2 separate regions of the Gossypium hirsutum genome follow, and region 1 is linked to region 2. A link is a contact called in public Hi-C data. All regions are on one chromosome and are shown on one strand. Each heading gives the region's core, a stretch centred on a gene start, on an enhancer-like site or on the middle of the called end of the contact. The rest is flanking DNA. Distances are from core to core; before and after follow the strand shown. Region 1 holds the start of LOC107887318 (probable inactive receptor kinase At5g58300). Region 2 holds the start of LOC107887135 (lysophospholipid acyltransferase 1).

Region 1 (3,013 bases), core at 170-2,669, 290 kb after region 2:
AAGGGATGTCACCTGAAAAGTTGTTATGCTGAAGGTATACATAACGAAGAGAGGGAAGGGAGAGTACATCAGATGGAAGGTTCCCGCTGAGACGGTTCGACCGAAGGCTGAGGATCATGAGAGCATCAAGCTTTCCGAGTGTGTTGGCTGGAATTTGACCGTGCAGTCCAACACCAGGAAGGTGCAAGGCTATTACACGGGAGCCGTCCTTGGTGCAATTGATGCCAACCCATGAAGTGCATACCGGGGTAGCAGGACTCCAATTAAGTTTACGGCCATGAGGAACTGTGGCAGAAAATTGCAGGAGGGCTTGCTCATCTAAGTCTAAGTCAGCAACTGTTCCTGAACCGCAACAAAGAAACAGACAAGCAAATGCAGCAAAGTAGGATGCCAGCTTCATTTCAGCAGTCTTCATTCCCCTGCCATTTATCAACAGGTTTAGTTAGAAAATCTTTAAAAGGATGGTATTTTAAAAACTTTCTTCTCAATCATATAAAAGCAGTCAACATTTGTCCAGCATACAATGAGTATGGAAACTATGAGAACAAGTTAATAACTATAATGATAATAATCTCTATAAAAATAAAGACATGAAAAATCATAAAGGAGATAAAAGCATGGTTTAGTCAAAGTTCCTTTTTCAGCTCAAACAGAGCACAAGCAATGACAAGATATTTACTTTGGATTAATTAGAGGTTATATATCAAGTCAAGCTTTCTGGTTTGTGAAACAGACACAATACGAATAAAATATTTAAATATTAGATATAATATGGAATAATATGATAAATTTATGAATTTTCCCAAAAATCAGAAGCTGAAGAACATAATGTTGGTACAATATTTAAGACAAGCTAAATAAAGAAACATATTCAAAAGGAAAAAAAATAAGAGATGAGTTGAACTTACAATATGCAATGGCTTTTTTTTCCTTCCCGGAAGCAATTGTAGAATTCATTAGAGACATACATTCTTGAAAATTATAGCTCCCAAGGAACGAACATTGCAGTTAAAACAACCAAGTTCCGAAATGCAGAGGAGCTTTCTTCCTTCCACTTGAACTAAAATATATAAAGGAAAGAAGAAATTATATGTGAAACAAACCTTTAGCAAAAATGGGGTTACAAAGCGCCAAGAGGCTAAGCAGCTAAATTGGACAATCTGGGTTTTGGAATTTGCATTCCTTCCACGAAAAAAAGAGGGAGTTAAGAGGCAGTGCGCAGGTGTTATTGGAGGATAGCGTAGGGCTTAAGCTCGAAAATGCAGTGCAGATCTGGAAGAAAGTCGGAGCCGACGGAATCTGAAAATTGTTTGACCAAAATTAAGAATTGCTTCCTAAAAATAAAGACGTTGCATTGAGTACTGAAAAGAGTAGGTGGACTCCTAGTCAAACTTTTCTTCTACACTCTCTAACTAATCCTTCCCCATTAACCAACTTTTCTCCGTTAATAAATTCTTTATATTTATTAATAAATAAATTATAAATTAAGGTTTTGGATTCAACTACTTCTTTTATTTTTGTTATAAATTTACTTAATGATATGAGAAATAAATGTGAATGTATTTATTTTCAAAAGATTTTAATTTAAATTAATTATAATAAAAAATTTAAAATTTTAAACAGTATTTATAGTGTTGTTCAGTATTATATAAAAATTTCTTAATTTAAATTTAAAATGTTTTTTATTTTTTATTTTTAAATAGTATTTTATTTTAAGTTAATATACATACATGTTTAATCTTATTTAAACCGTATTTATAGGATTTTAATATGTACTTCATTAATTTCATTATTTTTTAACATTAAATTGAAAAGGAATGTAGCATTTAAAGAAATAATTATTTGTAGTAATTATATACATTATCTATATATATAATTTATAATATATATACATAAAAGAAAAATTTTGAAAAGAAAAACTTTTGAACCGACAATAATATCTTTTATCGAATCAATATGTTAATGACATAACGGCTGAGTGATTATTTTAAATATATTTTTTTAATGGTAATGATTAAATTGACAAAAAAATTGAGTAATCAAAATCAAAAAACCCTAATTTAAAGTGATTAATGAGGTAGTTTACCTTTCCTTCTTTTACCGTATGAACCTTACTATAGCGTGTATGTATAAGATATTAAGTTAATATTTTAAGTTGAAATCTTAGCATTTGTATATTTATATTTTATAGATTTTATATAAAGGTATGGAAAACAAAAATACCCATAATAATATTTATTGTTATTTATTTATTTAGTAATTATATTGATTGAGTATTTTTCAAGTTAACACGTGACACTAACTCAATCTAACATTTAAATAATATAATAATAATTACATTTTGTCTCAATCACGATATGGGTAAAAGAAATGTTTTATCTTTAAAATTTATTTAACAATGAATATAGGTGGATTGGTAATGACTTTATATCTTAATACAATTGAACACGTGTTAAATTTTTGGATTTTTAATTTTTAATCCTTTTATTTAAAGATGATATAAAAGTATAAAAAAATAAAAGTGTCAACATAATAATATTAATTATAATTTAAAAGAAAAGTATTTTTTTAAAATTTCATAACTGAGTTGGAAACTTAGTTAAAAGTGACATTAACTAAGTAAATTGCTTAAATATAAGTACTAGATTAGATATAGGTATTGACCATCGTCCCAACGTGCGAACGTCGGGACTTAAACTACTGCAACAAAAAGATATAAATTAAGCGGCGTCCACAAGTATCTGGGTTAGGTTGTAATATAGAAGCTACAATGGAACACAAAAGTGTTCCAAGGATCGTACCCAAGGAAGTTGAATTAAACTAACTAATAATTTCTAAACTAAGTGGGCTAAACAGTAATAATATAATCTTATAGTATGAAAAATAAAAGAGAATAATATGAAAAAAAATTAACATAAAAATAAGAAAACTAGCAAACAAATGGATTTTGCTCAAATTAAATAAAGAGAAGATCAACTCTTTTCAGTGTTCAAAATTAACTTCGGATTTAGGG
Region 2 (3,321 bases), core at 429-2,928:
GCCTTACCTCTCCCTTGAATACCTTTATTGGTAATAAAGTCCCTCCAAAATTTGAGCTATTTATTCCATTTATATTAAATCATATTTGAACAAACATTTTTAATTAATTTAAATTATTTATATATAAAAATATCTTTAATTAAATTTTAATTATAAAGTATACGAAATATTAGTGTAAAATAATTTTTAAAATAATGATACAACTCTCTAAATCAAATCAAATTTAAATATATTATGTTTTTTTTTCAAAATATACTCTATACAAATTTCAACACTTAATTTATTACCTTTGTGTTTTGTCAAAATGGAGTCCATTTTTATATAATTTTTTAATACAGTGTATTTTGGAAAAAAGTTATATCAAATTTAATTTAAACCTATTCTATCATTATTTAAAAAGTATTTTGTATTAAAATTTTATATACTTCATAATTAAATTTACATAAAACTATTTGTGATATTAATTAATTTGATTTAAAAAGTAAAAAAAAACTTATTCAAATTTGATTTAGTATCAACCGAATGAATATTTTAAGTTTGGAGAGATCTTATTACCTATTCATAGAGTAAATAATTTTTTTTTATTTTGGAAATTATTATACTTTTCATATTTAAAAAAATTATTTTTAAATGAATTTTTAAAAATTATTTTTATTTTATTAATTTAAAGAGTTTAAAATTTTTCACATATTTTAAAAAATTTTATATCATTTATTGAAAATACGAAAAAAAATTAAATTTTAAAACAATCTTTTTAACTTTCATAAGAGTAAAAATCAAATTAACGAAAAAACTGTAAATTATGAGGACTAAAAAATTATTTTATCTTTTATATAATAATCACGTCAATAATTTTAACGAAAAAATTGAGAGAGTATAATAATTTTGAATAGAAAAATTAAAATATAAAAAAAAATTAAACCAAAATAAAATCCATACATCATTATTAATTGTATTGAAGTAAATGGCTTGTCTGTTTGTTGGAAAGGGTAAATGGCTTGCTTTTACCTATTATGGAGTTGATTATCATTCAATGTGTAATTGTGGGCAACCATAAACTTCAAAACCCAGACAACTAATGTGCACATTAATTATACATAATAGATACGCGTGGCCATCAATTGTAACGAACATATTCTCCTCTCAAACATCATCACATTTGCTGCTATTCTTTTTGTACGTTCTGTCATAAAAGTACAATTCGACAAAGCACACCTACCAGGTTCTAAAAGGGTAATTTCGTACTTTAAAAACTTTAGATTTGAAATATGCAATCTTACCATTTGGATTACTTCAATTTAGCGTGTTTAATTACTTCAAACTCTAATCTCATCATTACAACAATTAATTTTACCGAAACCAATCTCATTGGCCTAAAACCAAAAAAAGCTAGTCCCTTTCCTTTGATTTATAAAAAATGAAAAATTAGTCCAATCTTGGGTAAATCAATGAATTTGATTAGTTGATTTTTGTTAATTTATTACATACAACTCAACAATTTAATAACAAATAACTTTAATAGTGTTACTTGGAATAACTTCTTAGTAGCACTTGACCAAAACTCTTAAAAACTAAAGCATAGGGACTTATATATCAAATCTCACAAAGTAAAGGGCTAAATTCAGAATTAGACCATTAAAATATATAAGAAAAATATTTCAAAACCCAAAATTAAATAGCTTCAGTTTTCGAATTTTGACTTATGTCTTCCCTATCCGGCAATCCCTATCCCTTTCCTGTCCTTCCATTCTAAGTAATACATTCTATACAAGTCGTCGGCCGCCGCAAACTAGCTGAAACGAAGATGGAGCTTGGCTTGGAAACTATGGCGGCGGCAATCGGCGTATCGGTGCCGGTACTTTGGTTCCTTTTATGTTTCGTGGCGACCATTCCGGTGAGTTTTCTGTGGCGATTTGTTCCGGGTACACTACCTAAACACGTTTACTCAGCTTTTTCAGGTCTCGTGCTTTCTTATTTGTCGTTTGGGATCTCTTCCAATCTGCTTTTCTTGGTGCCCATGCTCTTGGGTTATGCTGCAATGCTTCTTTATCGGCCCAAGTGCGGGATTATCACATTTTTCTTGAGTTTCGGTTATTTGATTGGCTGGTAAGTCATTTTTTCATTGATTTTTCTTTCAAATTTCCCTGGAACAGTTCCTCCCTTAGATTTGATATATTCGTCCGGTTTTGTTTCAAAGTTCTGGTTTGGTAGGTAGTTTTTTTGTTGATGCGTTTTATTGAGCTGAATTGTGAGAAAATTTCAAATTTCTGTGACACTGAACGCTTAAATTATGATGCATGATAGTTTCATACGATAGGAAGATTGTTCAGTTTTATCTTATTAGTTAATGATCACAATATATTTGCAATTTGGAAATCTTGCAGCCAGAACCTTATATTTTGGCCTTGCTTTATGTCATTGAGGATTACATGTTTGTCCTTTTGATTACTTTAATAAAATGTGTATATTTCCTTCCTTTACCATCTAAGATTATTGATGTTTTGACCCTTGATGAAAATTTGTTAGAAGAGTATCTTAACAACACCTTAATGATTATATATGTACACGCATATTATATATCTATATGTTTTTCTTTTCTGAATTTTCTTTGAAGGTTTGGTTTCTTAGTATTTCCTCATCTTTTCTATTTTCTAGTGGGAGAGGTGGAGAATAAGTTGATATTTGATTATCTATTGTAGTTTTTTTGTGTGTGTGTCTGAGCTTCATTCATGATAATTCAGTTTTTTTGTGTGGAGAATAACTATTCATATATGTTTCTAGCCATGTATATTACATGAGTGGGGATGCATGGAAGGAAGGAGGCATTGATGCCACTGGTAAGTGACGCAGGAGCTTTTATTTTTATCATAATATTTTATTATTTTAGTTCTACCTTATAATATTTATTTTAAGTATTAGATATATTATAGACGGCTAGGGTTATTAGTTATCTTTAGGATTTAATAGTAATAAAACTTTGTTTGCAAGAAAGCCTAATAACTTTACATGCAAGAAAGAAAGTTTATATAAGTTGTAGCGATAATTATTATTCTTATTATTTGTTTTCTATAACCCTAAGGTTTCTAGAGTTCCATCTTCTTTCCCATTATTTTGTTTATCCCTAATTCTTTCTATTATTGTTGTTTTCTCCCCTAAACCACACCAATTTTGGTATCAGAGCCTAATTAGATCCTAGGGATTATAATTAGTGTTTGCTATTAAGCCATGGTTGGATGCATTAGTGGTCGAGGAAGACAAAATTAGTGTCAAGAAACAGAATTGGCTGCACTACACATGCGATTGAGGAGTTTTCGCATGCAG

What was found. Hi-C and Micro-C count contacts between places; a contact is called where the count stands out from the background.
Region 1: a Hi-C map of leaf shows a contact between it and region 2, with 1.7 times the contacts expected there. The contact joins the promoter of LOC107887318 here to the promoter of LOC107887135 in region 2. A contact is called at or near these places in 3 of 34 Hi-C or Micro-C datasets (all in leaf).

What each region holds. Positions count from the first base shown.
Region 1 is chrA03:38,207,627-38,210,639 of Gossypium_hirsutum_v2.1, forward strand. It overlaps LOC107887318 (probable inactive receptor kinase At5g58300), which reads right to left and starts at 1,420. Exons shown (of 3, transcript XM_016811511.2): 1 at 909-1,420; 2 at 1-419. The coding sequence starts at 970.
Region 2 is chrA03:37,919,525-37,922,845 of Gossypium_hirsutum_v2.1, forward strand. It overlaps LOC107887135 (lysophospholipid acyltransferase 1), which reads left to right and starts at 1,679. Exons shown (of 8, transcript XM_016811290.2): 1 at 1,679-2,106; 2 at 2,782-2,837. The coding sequence starts at 1,805.